Regions from separate parts of the Gossypium hirsutum genome. Here region 1 is linked to region 2. The links are chromatin contacts, called in public Hi-C maps. All regions are on one chromosome and are shown on one strand. The core of a region is the stretch at or near the end of the contact, and the rest is flanking DNA. Distances in the headings are between cores, read along the strand shown. Region 1 holds the start of LOC107904840. Region 2 holds the start of LOC107904829.

The links. A called contact is a pair of places that touch in the nucleus more often than the background predicts.
Region 1: a contact with region 2 is called in a Hi-C map of leaf, with 1.9 times the contacts expected there. The contact joins the promoter of LOC107904840 here to the promoter of LOC107904829 in region 2. A contact is called at or near these places in 2 of 34 Hi-C or Micro-C datasets (leaf and petal).

The regions. Positions count from the first base shown.
Region 1 is chrD07:58,933,828-58,939,022 of Gossypium_hirsutum_v2.1, forward strand. It overlaps LOC107904840, which reads right to left and starts at 1,418. Exons shown (of 2, transcript XM_016831345.2): 1 at 1,093-1,418. The coding sequence starts at 1,244.
Region 2 is chrD07:58,799,390-58,804,882 of Gossypium_hirsutum_v2.1, forward strand. LOC107904829 reads left to right here and starts at 1,820. Exons shown (of 5, transcript XM_016831332.2): 1 at 1,820-2,509; 2 at 2,811-2,947; 3 at 3,073-3,174; 4 at 3,314-3,385. The coding sequence starts at 2,491.

The DNA.
Region 1 (5,195 bases), core at 168-2,667, 130 kb after region 2:
TTACATACTTGCTCGACAAATTTAATCATGAAAAGATAACAGGTATGTGCCAGTAAGTTAAGCTACGAGTTTCCATCCATGTGCACATATAAACACTCGTATAAGCAGAACTTGGTCTTATGCAATTTAGTTCAGCATATCCAGAGATAAAACGTGCAGTGCATCTTAACTTTGAAAATACGAAGAAAACCCAAGTGAAACAAAAGCAGAAGAAACTCAATAGCAGAGTTCTAAAGATATTATGAATTTCAAAGACCCCTCAGCCAATCTGGCAATATGATTACTGTTGAGGGGAGGATGGACTCACTCTTTGGAGAAGTCTTCAAAGTGCTCCCGACGGACCGCTCAATGGTGGAAGTATGCCCGGGGTGTCTATGCACAGTTTTATCCCCAAGTTTTGTCTAGCAACTCCGCAGAGAGCCCGAATGGGTTCGTGGAGTGGGAGCACCTCGCCCTCAAAGAAATGCAAGCATTTGACCTTGGCGGGTTTCAACCCATGCCCTTATATGGCATTAGTGGGTAAGAATGGTTCCACTCACATTTCATTGGTGAGCAAGGTGCTCTTACCCCGTGAACCCATTGGGGCTCTCCATAGAGTTGAGAGACAAAACCTGGGGATAAAACCAAGCATAGACACCCTGGACACAATACCCCACCATTGAGAGGTCTGTCGGCTCCTGAAGGACAACACTTCAAAACTTTTCCAAATAGCGAGTCCAACCTCCCTCAACAGTTACAATTCTAAGTGTTTCTTTCCCATGCTATATCATCTGCAATACACATAAGGAGAAAAAAAAATCACAGTTCCAATATCATATCACTTTTATATCTTATTATTTTCCTAGCAACATCAAGGATCTAATTCTTTATAAAGAGAAACCTTCAAATTGACTCACTTTTGGGAGCTTAAAAACCAATAATTCCAGAGACCCATAAATATTCTAATAAAAAGCTTCTTTCTTATAATCATCCAACATTCAACAGTACAAAACCCCATACTTCATACTGATTCCACAAGAAAACCTACTGTGAGCTTTAAAAAGAAGTTAATTGAAAAACAAAACAAATAAGTGAAGTCGAGATAACGCTTACTTGGAAGCAGCAGAAGATTCTTCTTCAAGCCAGTTCCTTATATGTTTAACGTTGCGCCTAAAGATCGCAGCCGATTGTTTAACGTCGCTTCGCAATAAAAGAACCACCGCGCTAACACCTGCTACTGTTAATATGAAGTTGGTTAATGCCATTTTCAAACTCAAACTTCGTTTTACAGCGAAAAAATTCGACTTTAACTTCGAAGACCAACAATGGAAGAGCTAGTTAAGTGAATTCAGTTGAAAGGGTTTTAAATTGGGGATTCCCTTTTTTCCTCTTACAATCAGGGATTCGAGTAAGCGGGCTCTATTAATCTTTTGAATCTCAGCCCATATTATTACTTTATTGGGCTTTAAGCCTTTGTAGAATTTCAGATCCATTATGTTTACTTGAAAATTTCTAAAAATTCAGTCCCTCTATTTCTTGAATTTACAAATTTGGGTCCAATTATTATTATTTATTTCTCAAGATATCTACCGGAGCGAGCCAGTAAGTTATCCTCCGCATTCTGTAAACTCATTAAGGGGTAGATGTTGGTCACAAGTTTTAAAGTCGCTCCATATATATTAAGGGTCCAATTATTAACACCATTAAAATCATTCTATTAATTTTGTTGGTGTAACATTTTAAAATTTTAAAAAGTACTCATTTGGCAACCATGTAAACAATAAAATGATGTTATAATGGACATGAATTTCATAGAAAACTTTTAACAATATTAACAATTGGACTTACATTTTTTAATCTGAAAAACAGAACGATTAAGTTCCTAAAAATAAAAAGTAAGAAATATAAATTTCAAATGTATAGAGTATAAGAATAGGACAAAATAACTTCGAATGTTATATTCAATTTTTATCCAAAATTATTCAAAATAATATAAGTATTACAGTAATAAGATTAAAATTATAAAATAAATAAATTTTATAAAATATATACCCAATTTTTATTAACATAGAAAATAGTTTTACAATATAAATTAAGCATTTCTAAATTCTGCACTAGAAATTTTGTATTTAAATCACTTTTAATTTTTTAATTTATCAAACAACATTTTTCTTAGGGAACTTTTAATCCAATTTTATTTTATCCTTTCCTATTGTAAGAATATTAACTTTTTTATGTAATCACAGATAATGTTACGGTGAGAACTAAGTGATTACAAGTTTTTAATGTTTTTCAGTCTTAATTACCGAACCTGTAGAAATTTAGAGTCTTAATTAATGGTTGTAAATTTTTGAAATCTCAATTTTAAAATATATCCTTTCATTGGATTCATCGAAGTGCTATTTGGTCGCTCATCAACTCACTCGAGTAGTCTTATTTTATTTAAACCCTCTCTGATGTCTTTCCTCCTTATTTATTAGATTCTTGTACGAGTACAAAGAGAGATCTTAAGATTGAGCCTATGAAATGAACATTAAAATTTACCCGCATTTCAGTGTTAAAAAAGAGTTGCGGATAATTATTTCTTTTTCAGAAAAATAACTCATTTTCATTATATTTCCATTCCAATTTAATCTTTTCTAGTTGAATCCTCAGAAAAGTTGAAAGCTGATATATGCACGGTGCTCACCTTATCTGCCATCTACTACACTACATCATTTGAATGGTAATTCAACCAGATTGAAGGGAGACCGAAAATAGGTATAAGATATTGGTGATAATATCAGATATGGCGAGTCAAGGTGATATTGGCACGGCTCAATCAGACTAAACGACTCAGCCACCGAGAGATTTGATCTGACTGAACCGTGCCAACATAAAAATCTCAACTCAATATCAAGCAGATGAACCACAAATACACAGTCCCGCCATTGAAGCAGAAAATAAAAATGAAGCCATATATCAGAAAATGGTATATTACTATAAGAAAATATAGAATGGTTAGGATTTCCAAACCTTAACTTGATATAGGAAAAAAGTACTGAGCTGTTTGCAAAGAGAAAGTATAATTTTTTCTTCTATTACACCTAATTTGCTAAAAGGACATAACTGAAGGACCCTCATCGTTTATCAAAGCATGCATCATCATTGCTGATGATCTTGGTAAATTAGGAAACAAAAGCTATTAACCTTGCAAGTTTCAGGCAGAAATTTAGCTTCTCTTTTCGATATAATCAACCATATTTTCTGTTCCAAGATCTCTAGTTTTACTGATACAGGAAATCTAAGCATGGCCAAGAAAGAGAACTTAGCTGCTTTTTCTTTGCCATATAATGATATGAAAAAGCCATTTGTTTCACCAATCGTCACAGAATCTAACCTAACTAATTTATCTATCTCATTTTTGGATTCTTCACTAAAAATTAAATTGAAATAATTTGTAAATGTCCTCATATATGAAAATATCAGCCATTCAAGGGCCTGCTCTACAACCTGCATCATCCGTAAGGCCCCTTGGGCAATGTTCCGGATTTGTCGTAAACGTTCCGTTGGGGGCCCTTGAAATTCCATGCAATTGTCCGAATCGAGTTTCGCCCATTCCATTCCCCTTGCGCTAGAAATTTGTACGCATCCGACATCGAGAATTAACCGGTTTTAGACCATTTCCATATACAAACGTCAAGGCCAGCAAGATTATTCAGTAGCTGATCCGCTAAGAGCCGCCACTTCCAATTACCCCTTTCATCAATCCTATCGTTCACTAAGCCATCATTTTCTACTTGTGAGTGACCACGACCAGTGATCCTTTGAAGGGCCTAAATCAGCCACCCATGAGTCCAGCCAGAATCTTTATTACCATCTCCAATTCACCATTTTGTACTTTCTCGTAGAAGACCCTATACCTTGGCTAATGATTTTCGCACAACTTAGATTGTGTTCATTGGCTCTGCCCACAATCAATGGGTTAAAACTGTAGAGTTTAATATGATTCTGGTAAAGTTTCGTTCTTGCATTTGAACACTCCATTCTGTTAAAGGAGTCTTAGGGGCAAAAAATTAATGTGCAATTCTTGCTTGATCACAAAAGTTGGCAAAATCACCATTTTCAAATTCGTTACCATGATCACTTCTAATTCTCAATACTTGATGAGACCTTGATGTTGCTCAACATTTCTACTTTGTCTAAACAATTTTTAGCATCTAGGCCTAGTATAACCTGGGATTCCACAGTGATTATATATTGGCCTCTTTTTTTTTTCCCTTCTTCTCTATTTCGGGAGGTGCAGCGGTCTACTTCGCTTTGGTAAGGGCAGTGGTTGAGGAAGAAGCTTTTCCAGTATGACCCAAACCTCTATGAATTTGTCTGCAGCAAGAATGTAACTTTTTTTTGGCTTACGAAAGCATCCATCGGAGCTAGTCCCTCTGTGCTCTCTAAGCAAGAATGTAATTTTAAGTACCAATATTTCAAGTTTCTCACTTCTTGACCCTAAAATCTTTAATATGTTCTAAGAAGGTAATTTTAAGAAACGATTTGATATATATGCTCTATGAATGTTGTTAAAATTAAGTGACTCAAATCCTTATTTAAATAAAATACATTAGTAAAATAAAATAAAAGTAAAATCCATATAAAACTACACTTCTTTTATTTTATTTTAGAATAAAGTTTTTTAAACCTTATTCAGCTCCATCTATTTTATATTGGTTAGAATAAGGTGTTTCAATCTTACTACACTCCTATTAGAATATGGTTTTACAAGCCTATAAATACACATAGTCTACTCTTCTTGTAATTCATTCGAATTCGACATAGTGAATTATCTTCTCCTCTTCCCATGATTTTTTTTCTCGAAAAAATTTTCACGTAAAATCTGTGTGTTCTTTATTTTTCTCTTTTTTTCTTTACGATACATTGTCATTACCGACGTTCTATTTTTTTTAAATTGGTATCAGAGCTTTCGAGTTGTTCATCTCAATCATGATAATGACGTCTTTGAAGTGTGAAATTTTGTTGTTGGACCACAACACCAGATTCGCGTTGTGGCAGATAAAGATACAAGCAATTCTTGCACAGATAGACTTAGAGGAAGCTCTGTTAGGGGTAGATAAGATGCCTTCAACATTGAATGAGGAAGATAAGAAGCGTAGGGATTGAAAGACGTTAACACAGTTACATCTGCATTTGTCTAACAAAATTTTGCAGGATGTGATGAAGGA
Region 2 (5,493 bases), core at 570-3,069:
ATGGAAATCAATTTCAAAGATGGAAGGTTGGATTAGTCAAACAATTTTTTTTTATAATAAAATTAGCCCATAAAATATATTAATTTATTTCTTATCTGTCACTCTCAAATGATGAAAAATATGGAAAACTAAATACCAATCTTTTGTGTACATGTGAAGAAACGAATGACATGATACATGGTGATTTTTTAATCATATTTCTTTGTTTTTGATTTAAAATAATAATATTAAAATTTACAGAGGAAAAAAGGGATAAAGCCACCAACCTCTTATTAATGATTGAAAATAAAAATTGGGCATGTGATTGTCGAGTTTAATTAATTAAATACCCCCGACTGTTGCATTTTATATGGAAAATGTTATTGAAAAGTCTTTTTTATTTTAAAATTTTAGGTGGCTATTAGAAAGTGATTTTAAAAAAATAAAATATTTATTTTAGAGCATTTACTCAAATACTTGATGTGTGTTGTTTTTGTGTGACATTTACTATTAATATTTCTAATGTTTACGAAAATTTTAATTGCTAACACTTCAGTAACAATTTGTAGCGCACAATAAAATTTCTTTTAATTTAATTTTAAAAATATTTTTCAACCATAAAAATCCACATTTAAGTCAACTTTTTTTTTTTAAGAATAAGATAGATTAAGAGTTCATTTTCTACACATAATCGATAAGATAATTAGAACTTAAATATTTACTATAAAATAATTCTTCCTTAGTGCATCGATACAAATTACTGATATTTGAGGTATGAAAATTAGCTGTGTAAGTACATTGTTAAACCTTTTCTTACAACATAATAACATATTAAGAAAGGTATTGCATCTTTTTTAATAACTTGTTAGATAATTTATGGAATTTGTTGCGTGGGATTAGCCCTTTTCTTTTATCATAGCCTTTGACAAATTCAATTAACAAATTCCAACTTGAACCTTCCATTTCTTTTTGTTAGGATCATCCCGATTAAGCAACGAATAAGTAAAAAATAATAGAAGAAATTGAGAAGTTGAACACACAAATTTAACGTGGAAAAACCTTTCCAAAGAGGATAAAAAACCACGGGCAAAAATAATTTTACTATAATGGCAAAAGAACGAAGAGTACAAAAGATGGAGATAAAAAACTAAACTCCGAAAACCCGAAAACAAAGAACCTCAAAATGTAAACACAAAATTCTCTAAATGTGTTATGAGTTCTAATCTAATGGGTGTATTTTTCTAATATTGTAAAAGAGCCTATTTATAGGCTAAATTAGTAAGTCAAATAAACTATGCTAATAAATGCTAAATATATTATACTAATAAATACTAAATCTTCTACAAAGAAAATATATTTTTGTTTAACTTGACTTGCAAGCAATCTCTTAGAATTTGGGTCACACAACTCTAACACTTTTGTTATTTGATAGCTTTCAAGAAATTTCATAAAGTAATTTTATATTTCGAAATTTTATTTTAAGTTGTGCTCTTCATTGTGATTACATGTTTCTGGGAAGCTATTCAATATTTGAGGTCTAATTGTGGGGCATATTAGATGGTTTAAAAACCTTATTTGATCGTGGTTTGGATAATGTGATGATTCAAATTGATAGTCTTGAAGTGGTGATGGCCATCCAAGAGAGTTTTACAGGAGGGACCAATTCGACTCTGATAAGGAGGATTCTTCAGCTGTTGTCTAAGATTTCTCACTGGAATATTTTTTTTGAAGCAAAGACTGGGGTTTTATTAATAAATAAACTGAAAACAGACAGCCCAAAAAGTGGCCCAAACAAAGAAACCAGAAAACAACAATAAAAACTTCTAAAAAAACTATCAGACTTCTGTCCTACAAAAGAAACATAAAATCAATAAAAGAAAATAAAGCAAATTAAAAAACCTAACCCAGTCAAATCAATGAGCAGCTGGCAACCAATAACGTCTGACGATTTGTTATTTCCAAAGCTCCTAACGTTTAATTAATAGCAGTCCCCTAGGCATTCAATCTTCACTCTGCTGTCTATTTCGGTCACATTTCCTCTGAAGCAGTTCCTCAATCTGGATTTCTTGACCGATATCCTACCGAAGCCAGATTCTGACTATCTAGTTCCTCACCCCTCAGGTAAATCGTCTCTCCTTTCTCGAATGCGATCTTTGCTATTCTGTGAGCATCTAAGTTTTCTGACCTGTTAATATACTGGAAAATAAGATCTTGAAAGTCAGATTTCTTCTGTTGAATATCTCTGATGATGACTCCAATAACTGATTTGTCTGTGGAAGTCTCTTGACATTTCTTTATTACAGTTTTTGAATCCCCCATAAGTTTCACTGAATGGATTCGTAATGAAATCCCTAACTTTACTCCTTCTAAACATGCATGAGCCTCTGCTGCGAAAGGAGAAGAAACATTTCTGTGAATAACTATTTTTAACGCTATTAAGACTCCCCTCGAGTCCCAACCTACAAGGCCGGACACTGAACTGGAGGTATTACTGTCGTACGCTGCATCAAAATGGATCCTGGCTGTCGGTGTAAGCTCTTGTACTCTATAGCTTCTGCATGTGACCTCATTAGTTTTTAAGACTTTTAATCCTTTCTGTTCTAACTCATATCTTTGTATGTTAAGTACTAAGGCCCTTCCTGGAATGATATTTCTCTCATGAATAAGTTGATTTCTAGAAAACCATATCCACCATAGCGCATAGCAAAAGGAAAAGCATTGGTCATTGTTTCCCCTCTTGAAAACCCAGGTTAACCACTCCCACATAGTATGGCTCCTATTGTTCATAACCCATGCGAAATTTAACAAATGCCAAACTTCTGCTGTTATAGGGCAATCTCGAAAGATGTGGAGGCTGTCTTCGACCTCAGAGCTGCACCGGGGACATCTGTCGTTTGAAACCACTCTCCTTATACTGAGATTAACAAAGTTTGGAATAAAGTCCCAAGAGATCCGCCAGATTGTAAACGTAATTTTAGATGGTAGCTGAAGGCTCCATAGTTTTTTTATAAAAATCCTTTGTTTCGGTTTGTAATAAATAGTCACTAGGATCCATATTTGCATTTTGTAATAGTTTATAGGCACTACGAACAGGGAACTCACCAGATAATTCCCCTTTCCAAGCCTGAAAATCATCATGCGCAAATCTCTGCAAGAGGAATTTCAAGGATTTTCCGAACTATGTCCTCAGGAAAGGTATTCTGAATTAACTCCAAGTTCCATTTTCTGTTTGAATGATCAAGAAGATCCGCAACTAACTTAATTTCCCTCCTGGTTGTTCTGTTGTTTACGTCGATTTTGTCAAACCCCTGAATCCAACAATCGTCCCAAACAGAGATGCTATCTCCTCTGCCCACTCTCCATCCCTTTTTGGAGTAGACCTTTAGCAGCCCAAATGCTCTTCCAGGTAAAAGAAGGTAAATTTCCCAGCTTCGCTGTTAAGAAACTAGAATCCATATAATACTTTGCTTTTAAAGTTCTGGCTAAAAGCGAATTTGGAAAATTAATGAGACGCCAACCTTGTTTCGCTAATAATGCAATATTGAACTGACCGAAATTGCGAAACCCAATTCCACCATTTTCTTTCAAAAAACAAAGATTCTTCCAAGTGCACCAATGGATTCCTATTTTTCCCTTCCCTTTCTGCCACCAAAATTTGGCAACAATATGTTCCAGTTCATCACAAAGTGTTCTAGGAAATAAGAAGCATGCCATCGAATAGGTAGGGGTAGCCTGTAAAATGACTTTAAAAACTTCTTTACCTCATTGTGAAAGAAATCTAATACTCCAATTATCAATGCATTTTTTAAACCTATCCTTCAGATTTTGGAAAGCTTCCCTCTTTCTTCGACCCACCATATTAGGCAATCCTAGATATCTCTCTGGTTCATTCGACCTTCAAACCCCCAGCGAGTTAACTTGTCTTCTATCCTATTCGGAAGTATTTTTGCTAAAGTAAACAGATGATTTTTTCAAAATTTACACTGTCCCGATTGAGATTTATATTCATCCAAAATGCCCTTGAAGATACTTGCACCTCTGCTTGTTGCTTCACCAAACAAAACACAATCATCAGCGAATAAAAGATGAAAAATTTGTGGCCCACTTCTACTAACCTTTACGCCATTTAACGTGCCTCTTTTTACTACCTGTCTCAATAAGCTCGATAAACCTTCGCCACAAAAGAGAAATAAAAATGGACTAAGTGGGCCGCCTTGTCTCAATCCTCTATTAGGTGAAAATGTGTCCCCTTTATGTCCATTAATAACAACTGAGTAGGAAATGGTAGAGACGCAATTCATAATGGCCTTCACCCATTCCGAATCAAATCCCATCATTATCATAATTTCTTCAATAAAACTCCACTCCACCCTATCATAAGCCTCAGTCATATCAAGTTTAACGGCCATAAACCCTTTTTTCCCCAGCCTCTTCTGTTTTAACTTATTCATTACTTTGTATGCTAGTATCACATTATCAGAGATTAATCGACCAGGAACAAAAGCGCTCTGGGTTTCATCAATACATTTCCCGATCACCTTTCTAAGCCTGCTAGCTATCACCTTAGCAATAATTTTGTAAATAACATTACAGAGACTAATCGACCTGAATTGCGTCATTATTAGAGGATTATTAACTTTGGGTATGAGAACAATGTTTGTGGAATTTATTGAACTAACCTCCATGCCTCCATTCAAAATTCGAGAGCAGTAAGCAATGACTTCTTCTCCCATGATCTGCCAACACTCATGGTAAAAAACTGCTGGAAGACCATATTCCCCTGGTGCCTTCGTTGGCCCCATATCAAAAACCGCTTTCGTGATTTCCTCCCTAGTATATAGAGCTATAAGGATCTGGTTGTCCTCCTCTTAAATGCATATCTCAATACCTGCTAAAATCTGATTATTGTTCCTTCTTCGTTCAGTCGTGAACAGTTTCTGGAAATAAAATCTCGCATTTTCTTTAATTTCCTGTAAAATCTTCAGCTCTCTTCCTTCTTCGTTCATCAATCTGTTAATAGAATTTTTCCTCTTCCTTTGTGTAGCTTGACTATGAAAGAATTTTGTGTTTTTGTCTTTAAATGTCAACCAATTAATTCTAGCTCTTTGTTCCCAATAGCATTCGTCTTTTTCAATCTCAAAATTCAAGTTTAGTCTAGTGTCAATTAGCTCAGCGAAAGTATTTTCATCCCGTTCGGCTCCAGCAAGTTCCTCAAGTTTTTTGTGAAGCTCCTGTTAGATTTCTTCCTACTCATTTTCACCTCTCCTGCCCACTCTATTAATCCTGTTTTCAAAATCTCTAATCTCTGCAGCAAGTCACCTGTCGAACTCTCCCATATGCCTTTAACCACCTCAATAAAAGATTCCTCCAATAACCACCAGACGTCAAATTTAAAATTGTTACTCCATACCTTTACTCCTTTTTTCTGTAGTATCAATGAGAAGAGGACAGTGATCTGAAAACGAATGGGAAAGATGTTGAACCTTCACCTCTGGAAACATCATAACCCAACCC